Linked DNA regions of Mus musculus: regions 1 and 2 are each linked to region 3. Evidence: chromatin contacts called from public capture Hi-C and promoter capture Hi-C data. All regions are on one chromosome and are shown on one strand. The core of a region is the stretch at or near the end of the contact, and the rest is flanking DNA. Distances in the headings are between cores, read along the strand shown. Region 1 holds the start of 4930444G20Rik (RIKEN cDNA 4930444G20 gene). Region 2 has its middle 35 kb from the start of Gm47843. Region 3 holds the start of Slc2a12 (solute carrier family 2 (facilitated glucose transporter), member 12).

What was found. Promoter capture Hi-C pulls out the DNA fragments that hold promoters and counts their contacts. Capture Hi-C pulls out chosen DNA fragments and counts their contacts.
Region 1: a capture Hi-C map of macrophages shows a contact between it and region 3, with 4 times the contacts expected there. The contact joins the promoter of 4930444G20Rik here to the promoter of Slc2a12 in region 3. A contact is called at or near these places in 3 of 39 promoter capture datasets (cranial neural crest, embryonic stem cells and pre-B cells) and 1 of 9 other capture datasets (macrophages).
Region 2: a promoter capture Hi-C map of hippocampal neurons shows a contact between it and region 3, with 4 times the contacts expected there. The contact joins the enhancer-like site here to the promoter of Slc2a12 in region 3. A contact is called at or near these places in 6 of 39 promoter capture datasets (embryonic stem cells, hippocampal neurons, liver and 2 more) and 1 of 9 other capture datasets (macrophages).

Annotation. Positions count from the first base shown.
Region 1 is chr10:22,066,155-22,069,839 of GRCm38.p6, reverse strand. 4930444G20Rik (RIKEN cDNA 4930444G20 gene) reads left to right here and starts at 1,761. Exons shown (of 1, transcript NM_053264.2): 1 at 1,761-3,531. The coding sequence starts at 1,761. The coding sequence ends at 3,248.
Region 2 is chr10:23,608,073-23,611,478 of GRCm38.p6, reverse strand. No RefSeq gene overlaps it. Among named protein-coding and RNA genes, the nearest start is that of Gm47843, 35 kb to the right of the region's middle. Within about 2 kb of position 1,693, at least 18 of the 459 cell types and tissues checked have an H3K27ac peak or open chromatin away from gene starts, as enhancers often do. A contact at or near this core is called in hippocampal neurons, where this site is marked.
Region 3 is chr10:22,643,210-22,646,395 of GRCm38.p6, reverse strand. Slc2a12 (solute carrier family 2 (facilitated glucose transporter), member 12) reads right to left here and starts at 1,385. Exons shown (of 5, transcript NM_178934.4): 1 at 1,083-1,385. The coding sequence starts at 1,197.

The sequences.
Region 1 (3,685 bases), core at 512-3,011, 580 kb after region 3:
TCTCATCTCACATTTTTGTAAAAATATCTCCACACCTTTGAGAGTAGATCAAAGAGATGCTCAAAGTGTGTGTGGGTGTGTGTGTGTTTGTGTGAAATGGACCAGAGGGTAAAGTACTTACTGTTTAATAATGGTGGCTGGAGTTCAGATTCCAGGACCCATAGAAAATACACACCTCTGTAACTACAGCTACAATTGAATTCTGCCTACTGTTTTCTAGGGAGGATGTCAGGGATTGTGTTATTGCTAGGATTGTAACTGAAGTAGTGATGTATCTTTCTCAATGGATACTATGGACAATGGAGAGATTTTATTTATTCTCTTTGGGATTGATCCTTGGTGAATTGGTCCCAGTTTCTCAAGTTTCCTCCAATATTGAAACACTGAACCATACCACCCTTCGTTCGCTATGAAAGGAAGCTCATCAGGCAGGAAGGCAACTCAAAAGATCTAAAGATGGTCCCTGAAACTGATCAAATTCATTAGGCTCCTTCTCTGCCAGAGAGCAATAAAAGCTGAGAGTCCCTCTCAGATGAAAGGAAGCTGAACTGCCAAGAAGACTCTCAAAAGAGCCACCCTCATACCAGCTGTCTGGAAGAAGTTTAGACCAACTGAGCCACCTGAAAAGGACATTCTCCAGTCCTTTGAGTCGTCTATAGGTTGTGCAGTTTCTCCAAGTTCCCAGCTTTTGTGAGCTGTCACCCATGCTGGGTAGGGTTTGGCGATGCAGCTGTTTTTGAGTCTTTTCTGCTACTGTAAGTAACCCCTCACCCATATTCCTATATGTAACCCCAATAAAACTTATCGGTTCATCAAGTATGATGGTGGTATGGGCACTTTGGTCTGTCCTGGATTGCTTATGCAGAGGAGAAACACGTTTTGTCACACAATAAATACTACCTACTACGTTTTATGACTGTAAAATTCTATTTATTCTTTGTAATTAGCAAGCATATTTTGTGTGAGAAGATACTTAGAAGGGCACTTAAATTTCTATAATTGACCTTAATGGGACAGTTTTTTAAAAGACAAATGTACTAGTCAGGACCAGCTGACTAGTACTATGACTATGCTGGGAGGACTTAGGTGACCCTGTACTCTGCCGAAGAACTGAGATATGTATCAATACATTCACATTTCCCACTCGGGCAAGGGAGTGCTTTGAAACCCTGGACCACGTTGGGGTTGGGGAGGGCTTCCACCCTCCAAAACCTTTGCTTACTGTTCTTTCAGGTGACATCACACCCAGCTATGGAACCTTGAAGGCTGTGTCTAGGGGCAACCCCGTGAGTTAAACATCATTGGTGAGGTTGCCTCCGAAGTGTGGGCTGCTGGATTTAGGCCTGCTGTCTCACTAGTGATTAACTAGGACGATTAGTCTGACTTGGAAGTTTTCTATATTTAGCTGGTTACAGCACCCAAGAAGGATACTTCCGAGGAAGCATTCTCAGAACTCCTCTGACTTTTCCAGAGCGGACCCCTGGTGAACTGCCGACCTCTGACTATTCACCAATAGGTCTCTGATATTGACAGCTTAATTATCTCCATCCTTTGACTGACCCTGACCTGCAAAGTCAACTGTTTATAAAGGAGCCTCATAGGTTTGCGACCTTGGACCAACCATCTACTGGAAGAAGTGATTCTTCGGACATCAGGGTGAACAACCCAAGAGTATCCACCCAGAGCCAGGTATAAGGTTGCTTTCGCTTGGTACTATACCGGAGTGAACACCCTCTAAAAAGCAGTCCAAGCAGTTGTCCATGTGGCAACCTAAACAGCCTGGGTTGGAGATGAAGCCTGAAGCTTCAGGAATAGGGCAAAAAAGAAAATACCACGATGAAAGTGTGACAGAGATAGAGTCTGAACCTTTGGGACAAGAACCAAAAAGGAAATGCCAGGATGGAACAGGGATGGTATTTAAAGAGCCTGGCAAGGAGCCTCGAGATCAAGAGCTCCCGAGAGAACATCCTAGCAAGGGTCAGGTACGGAAACCCCAGGGAAAGACTCCAAAACAACTAGAACCCCTAGAGTTGACCGAAGGATCTCCAGAGCAGGTTGTAACTGGGAGGAAGCCTGCTGATGGTGGCAAGGGTCACAAGCGGCCCTATTCCGTCATGGAAGAAAACGAACAAAGCCCCCAAAAGGAAAAATACGGAAGGTTGCTTCAACACCTTCAGTGCGACCAAGATGTGAGTTCAGACCCACACAGGCCTCACCCGTTCCTTACAAACACCTGGAAGATCAAAGGGGGCGAGTCAGAAGACAGTCGTGGATCAGAAAGAACTCAGAGCGATCGAGAACCATCTACTGTTGTTGCTCTAAAAGAATGTCTTTCACCAGAGGAGAGAGAGAAGTGCTGTTCTGAGGAGAAATGTGTTACAGAGAAGAAAGATTGTATAAAGGGTGAAGGAAGAAGGGGGAACAGCTTGGAGCCTGATTTACCAGGAACACAGGCTCAGATCATCCTGGATAGTGGCAAAGGCAATAGCTTATTCCCCAATAAGGTGGCAGTCCTTGCGGCAGAGAAAAAGCCTATTACAGACCGAGGAAAAGGCAGAGAAATGGATCAAATCCTTGATATTACAGAGGACATGGAGAAGGAAATTGAGAATGCATTGGGTCCAGGACCCCAAGAGGAAATCCTAAGTTCCAGATTCAAGTTGCAAATCAGCAGAGGAGACATCCAGACGCTGGAGAACGGTCAGTGGCTCAATGATGAGGTCATCAATTTCTACATGAACCTTCTGGTTGAGAGAAATGAAAACCAAGGCTACCCGGCTCTGCATGTCTTTAGCACTTTCTTTTACCCCAAGCTAAAGCATGGCGGTTACAGTTCCGTGAAAAGATGGACTCGAGGCATCAATCTCTTTGAAAAAGAACTCATCTTGGTGCCTATTCACCAGAGGGTACACTGGAGCCTGGTGGTAATCGATTTAAGAAAACGAAGTATTGTATACCTCGATTCCATGGGGCAGACAGGGAAGTCTATCTGTGAGACCATCTTCCAATATTTACAAAATGAGAGCAAGACACGCAGGAACGTTGAGCTGGACCCTTTGGAGTGGAAGCAGTACAGTGTGACATCAGAGGAGATTCCTCTGCAACTGAATGGGAGTGACTGTGGAATGTTTACCTGTAAATATGCAGATTACATCGCTAGGGACCAGCCTGTGACCTTTTCTCAGCAACACATGCCCACCTTCAGGAAGAGGATGGTCTGGGAAATCCTGCACAGTCAATTACTGTAACAACATCCACCTGGTTGCTATGGTCCCCATCCCTGTACTTTTCCATCGCTGTTTCTAATATACCTCAGGTAGGGTGAGTTGAAGAGACTTAAAACAGGTACTGAGCTGCCTGAATAGATGAAGCCCACTCTCTTCAATAGAGTCCTAACGTGGGATGTGGGACTGATGCCCTAATGCCATCTCTAGGATGCGTGCAACTATTGCAAGCTTAGAAACTGCTGCTGACAAACCAAAAGGAGACCACGTGTTTTAGAAATCCTGTTTCAATGATGGATTTAGTCAATCAATTGTTCTTTCTGTTTGTTTCTTTTGTGGTTTTTGGTTTGGTTTTGTTTTCTATTTGTGTTTTGTTGTTGTTGTTGTTTGTTTTGAGATTGTGTCTTTGATTTTTGATTGTTTGGATTTTTTTTTGTATTTTTCTTTTATGTTTTTTTGTT
Region 2 (3,406 bases), core at 444-2,943, 960 kb before region 3:
GGAAGCTATAAGACAACATGAAGAAGTCCCTGCAGGATTTTTCGCGATTATGTAAATAGCGACCTGCACCCCAGACAGATGTAAAAGCTATTGGCACCACCAGGGGGTGCCAAAGGACAGCACCTGTTTACATTTTCAGCTAATGGGCCCTAAGAAAGAGTAGAAAAAGAATTGCCCCCAAGCTAGACCGTTAGTGCATAAACTCACCTTGCACCATCGTGGAATATCTGTGTGTAGTACTTGGATGCTACAAGAAGTCATTGATCGCTGCAGATAAATAGGAGCACTGCCAAAAGCTAGCAAGTCTCCCGCTTTTCCAAATGAGTCTACAGATGCAGAACCAGGGAGGACTTGGTCCTCGTGAACCAAGTGGACTTCATCGTGGTCAGTTGGGTGAGATGTGGTAGAATATGGACCAGAGCTGAGGTCTCCAGATCTTTTTTGTTCGCCAGAGTATTTTCCTCTTTGCCATGCTCCCCTTTCCCCCAACCCCGGTAAAAGAGCTGGGAGAGAAGGCCTCTCGTGACATCTGTTCGAGCCTCACTGTCCTTTTCAACACCTTGCTGGATAGAAAACAGTCTCCCATGAGCCTCCGGGTTTAAAAGAATAGCTATCGAGAACTCTCTCTGCCTCCTTCCTTCATGAAGATTACTGCAGAACCTAACAGGGCTCACTCCAAGGGCTTTGTGTCCTGTTGAAGAAAACCACATTCCCATCGGAGTGTTTCTAACTCTGCTCGCTTTTTATCTCCAGCTCCCATGAGCACCAGCTGCAGGGGCTTTCTTACTTCCATAGTTATGACTCTGTTGGCCTTCTGTCAAAATTAACAAAACGTCTCATGCCAAAAAACACATCGCGAGCTAATATTTTAAAATTGTCTGTGTTATATAGTACATGCTAAAGCCCCATTCCAAAGAATGCAGATCTGATATCTTCAGGTAAAACCCATATTCTCCCTGTAAGATACAGAGCCTGGCCTTCTCCATAGATGACTGGCTGACTTTAGGTTCCCGATATGTATCTAGGCGAAAGGACACAACACACCATAAATTAGAATTAGAAGCATAACAGAACCGTTTAGAGCCCCTATCGATTTTAATGTGCCTGGTCTAGAGAACCACTTGAGTGAATGTACTTCCCCCTACTCTGACAGCTGTTTTGCCATGACCAGAGGAGGGCTAATGAGGTTACAGCTGTCAGGCTTAATCAAAAGACACAAATATGAACAAGGAATTGGGTAGCTGGTTTCAGTTAATTTGTGCAAATGTACAGATTGGACAGGCAATATTTACACTGGCGACTCAAAACAAACTTTCAGGAATTGAGCCAAAGATGACCTCACTGGTTCTCAACTCCATTCTGGGGAGATAAGACTCAAATTAGAGAAACAGGAGATGGAGCCCCAAAGGGGTCCCAGCTTTGAGACACCCATGAAAAACCCGTTTGCATACAGCACATTTCCCTCTTCATCAAGTATCTAATTGGATTTCCAAGACGGGAGCCTAGTCATTCCAGGAAAAAAAAATCCTCTCCTAACTGTTCTGGGGATGCAGCTTGGGAGTCCGGGTCTTGTATTATTGCCATGGGACTTTATGTAAGAGTCACCCCTCCCCCACCCCCACCCTCGCCCGCGCTCATGAGAGCATCCAGTGTGTGCGCCAGGATTACTGCGCACCCATTCTGTTATGAAAACATCGTTCTATTAATATAAATGCACGCTGCATTTGCCAGGGCTAACGAGAACAGGTGCAAAGTCTTCAGATGCTTGTCCATACCGAGAAATGAAAAGAGTGTACAAACAGTTTTCCCTTGCCGTGGCACCGTGGGTGTCGATGTAACATTCGTCTCTACTGCATTCCTTGATGTTCATGGAAGGTAGCCCGGGAAACTTGATCTGACTGGCTTGGAGGGCAGAGAGGGGAGGAGGAGGAAGAGAGAGATAGTGATGACATGGTCTCTAGGATTCTGTTTATGCAAATACTGTCCTCTTGATCTGGGGCTCACATGGGTCATGTACAGAGCATATTCTGTCCTATCTCCTGCTGAGAATGGGTGGGTACGGACATCAGAAATAGTCTGCTGATCTGGTATGTAGAAAACAGTTGAACGGCACCGAATAGTTCAGATCTTCATCTCTCCCTCTCTCTCTCTTTTAAAAATCTTATCCATGTGACTGCCGTGGTGTTGCCCATAGTTTCAAATTCACTTTGTAGTTCCCAGGCAAGGGAGAAATTCCTTCTCTGAAAAGCCTATCTGGGTTCCAGTCTCCATCCAGAGGGCAGTCTGTGGGATTTACTTCTTTGAACAGGAAGACAAGCAGCCCGTGAATCCACCACTGAATGAATAGCCTTGACAAATGAGTAGTAAGAGCTCTATGTGTGTGCATTTTTTTTTTTTTTAGAAGTTTTGGAGTTCGCCACCAAAACTGGGTGTCTGTATATGTGTGTGAGGATGGAAAACATGTATAACATGTGTGTTACCTCTTGCTCCCAGTACTGTTAATCACTATCAATCAGAATCTGAAAATATTAAGTGAAAACTTCAAGAAATAAATGATTTAAACGTTTTGATAGGTTTCACTCCAGCATATTGTTAGAGCATTCTATTTATTATTAATTGGTATTAGTATCTGTGCCAGAATTATAAATTAAACTTTATAACAGTTATGTAATATGGTGGCTTGGATGAGAATGGCCCTCACATGCTCATGTTATTGAGCAAAGTCTCTAATTGGTAAACTGCTCAGGGGACTGCTTAGGACTTGTGACTTTGTTGGAGCATGTGTGGTCTTGATAGACTTGTACACTGTACACACATGCATATCTACAGATATTTATAGATATGCGTGTGTGTGTGTGGTGTACACATATACATAAGAGCACATTTATATATAGAAATTTTGGATAATTTGTTGCCAGTGTCTTTACAGTAGTCTCCAAGATGGCTCCCTGGATTCCTACCCCTAGAATACATATACACTGCATTCTTTCCCATTGAGTGTGAGTGAGGGCTCTAACGATGGTGGGATGTTATGCTGTATTCTTAAGGATGAATGAATGCTACTGAAGATGTGGTTCAACCCCCTCCTTGATTAGTTGACTGAGTTAATAAAAAAGGAGATTATTCAAATTACTTGAACTCTCCAGCAAGAAGACTTCCCTGAAGTCATAGAATTTCTCTGGGTATTGTCAAAACAGCCATGTTGTGAGAGCCTGTGAACCCGAGGGTCCTCTAAGAGGCCCCTCAGCTGGAACCCAGGGAGGAAACAAGGATCTCAGGGAGACAAACTCAGGGAGACAAGCAAGGCTTGAATTTACAGGTCGGTGGAGGATGTGGATACCACATGGGGTGGGAGCAGAGCCGACATCTTGATTTCTGTCTGCAAGACTGTGTGCAGTGACTGTGA
Region 3 (3,186 bases), core at 136-2,635:
CTTCTGCAGCTCATTTTCTCAGGCATGTGAAGATAAGGCCTTTCCAACTTCAATCTGACTACTCTTGCCTGCTCTTAACAGAATTTAAAGTCAGCCCGAAAGGCTTTGGGGAAAGAGAGAGGTCAAAGATGGCCCCAGGTGTCCATCCTCCATTAGATGAGGGAAGGAAAATCAGGCTAAGGCCCTAAGCCTGGAGCAAGGCATTTCTGGGGTGGGACCACTTCACTTCCGCGTGAGGCTTAGTGGATTCCGTTCCCAAATCATAAACATCCTTGGGTAGACCCATTCCCAGGTGGAAGGCTGTGAGTAACTTCTGTGTCGCTGAGCATTGGCGACTATTTGTAACATTCCACTTGGGAATGGAATGTATGATTGAAGCATGTGGCGCTGATGAGAAAGTATTAAGCAGAGGAAGAAGAGGGTCATTTGTATTGGGTTTGTCATACCACAATTAGTATATAGTCCCTTGAAAAAGAGATGAATAGAAAGAGGCACCAAGAAACAAACAAACAAGCGGACAAACAAAAAGGTGGAGGATTGTAAATCCACCGAGACAAGCATCTCGGTGAAGCACAGATAACACCATAAAAACTACTAAAGTTCTCTTTGGTAAGTTAAAGTATTCAACGAATCTCATTTTGAAAGGCAAGTTTCCAAGAAAGCAGGGACAAACAGGGGTGCAGTTTAGGGGCACGGAATAACTCATAATGTCCACTTGTTCCACACCGTTTGTTTGCGACAATAAGCAAAAAAGGTGTGTGCTCACAACTGAGGCTCTGATCCACCTTTCCAAGAGAGAGGAATGTGTACATTGCGTTACGTAAAGCAAATTGATGTAGCCCATCGTTGCAGTAGCTCCTGTTTCAATACATAAAGTCCCAAGGAGACTTCGGTCCCCGCATGTAGGGCTCTGGGTCACTCCGCGTCGCACTGAACCCTGCATTCCCGTTTCCACACATACGACACGCTCCCGGGCTGCGCGCGCACACGCACTCCCACGCACACGCACAGTCCGAAGGGGCTCGTGGGGACGACTGTCCCCTCTAGCGGTCACCCGAGCCAGCCCGGCCGTCTCACGTTACCTCCCGCGCAGGCAGGATGCCCTCCGCCGCTGGCTCCACAGCTGCCTTCGGTCTCCGCCTCTCTCCCCTTCTGGTTCAGCAGATTGGGGCCCTCTGTGTTTTCAACAGGTACCATGGTCACGGTAGTACTTACAGCTTCTCGCTCGCCACCGGACCACCCAGACCTACCGCGCTGACAGCAGTGGTCACTGTCCCCATGGGCAGCATGCTAAAGAAGAGTGGGAGGGGTTTGAGTGGGGGGGCGACCTTCGGGCAAAGCCAGTGTGATTTGTAACCAACTTTGTTTCTATTTCCGAAGGCTTTGCCCTTTTCGGTGACACAGGCTGTTGCTATTCCAAGCAGCCTATCACAGGCAAGGGGAGGGCCGTGTCTCCAGGATTGTTTTGCCTTTAGATGCGAGTTGGAAGCAAGAGGTTAAAAAGACTTGGGACTCAAAGGCAGTGTTTGGCCACCGGCTAGGGCTAGCTCTTGTGTTCCCGCAATTTGAAAAGCAGCTTAGAAAAAGAAGCATGCAGATTTAAATGCAAGTCTGCAAGCCAAGAGTAGGGAACAAATACTCACAGATGGTATCAGTTAATCTCGCCGAAGAGGAACATTTTATGTAAAGACATACCAGAAGGAAAAGTATTAATATTTCTTTTGTGGGCAAGCCTATTGCCCTAAAAGCCACAACACTCACCAGCTTAAACAAAGCGTAAAAGTTGTTTGTTTCAACGGGATTTGGGTCTAGGTAAATGCCTAGCATAGCTTTCTCTCTAGGCCCGTGGTACGGATCAAGGCCTGCTCCCAACTCCAGTCGCATGGATTCTTTAGACACTTTCTAGCCTGAGTTTATAGCAAGATAGTCCTTTTAAAAATGCACAGTTGACCTGAAAGCGAGGCAAACAGAGGATCTTCTGTCAGGTTGCTCGCTGGCTTGGCTGGCGGGAGGACACTCGGTATTCAGAGATGACTGGAGCTGTTGTAACATGAAACAAATCAGGGCACCAGAGGGAGGGGTGTTTTACTGGTCTATGAATGTGTACTTACATAAACAATCAGACAGACTGACATATTTTACCATCCGTTCTGTCCTTAGCAAATCATATCCACTGAGAAAACTGTGACATCACCTTAGAAACCACTGGGGTAAAAACTTAAACGTATGAAGTACTTTATAAGACAGAAATCAATGCTGGTTGTGTGACCTCGAGCGATTCTTTTCCCAAATAAAGCGCGTTAGAGAAAATGGGAGCTAAAGTAGCTTGCCTAAGCTTTGTAGAGCAGGCTGTGGCTCAGTGGTAGAGCCTACTACACACAAGGTCCTGGATTCAGAGTGCCAGAGCTGCACCAAACAAACAAATACACCCAGTGCTCTCGAACTCTTCAGAGCTGGTCAGGGGTGGACGGTAATTCTCCGGAGTTCTAACATTCCAGCCCTGTCCAACACTCTTTAGTTCTCCTCAACCTTAAGAGATGCCAGGAAACACAGATTCTCATACTAGCCATTCCTCTGTGAGGGAAAGCAGGTCTGCACTTGTCTAAGCAGTGACCTGTGTTTACTTATTTTGCACACACTTTGCGTCATCACTAGGTTTTTCATTAGCATCATTTGAACACCTCTTCCCTAGGCATTGCTGTATTATGCTTTAGGAAAGACATGGAAACAGATTCAACTATAATTTATTTAGTATGCAACGAGCATTGGCTACACACCTGATGTTTGTGCCGGTCATTCTAGGAAGAATCCCCCACAGACCCCACTCATGTCTCATTACTCGTAGAAGCTTAGAGAAGATCAATGTATCAAGACGAAAGAACTCATAATGCAAAATGGCTGAAGAAACTGCTTTTGCTTGTCCCCATGTGCATTACAGGGTTTGCAGGGCTTATTTGTGAATATAAAAACACATATTTATCGTTTCATCACATTCCCATGCCAGGAACCTGTAATGAACTTAGTGTGGGGTGGAACAAAAGTTCTTGCTGTGGGGTGACTTGTACAAATGCTTTGTTTTATGACAGCTACCACACCCCTGCTTCCTGTTAGCAGGAAGTATTGGATTGTTTGCTGGGGCAATTGTATAGGCACAGGACAAACCCACTTCTAGAACACTTTATTAAG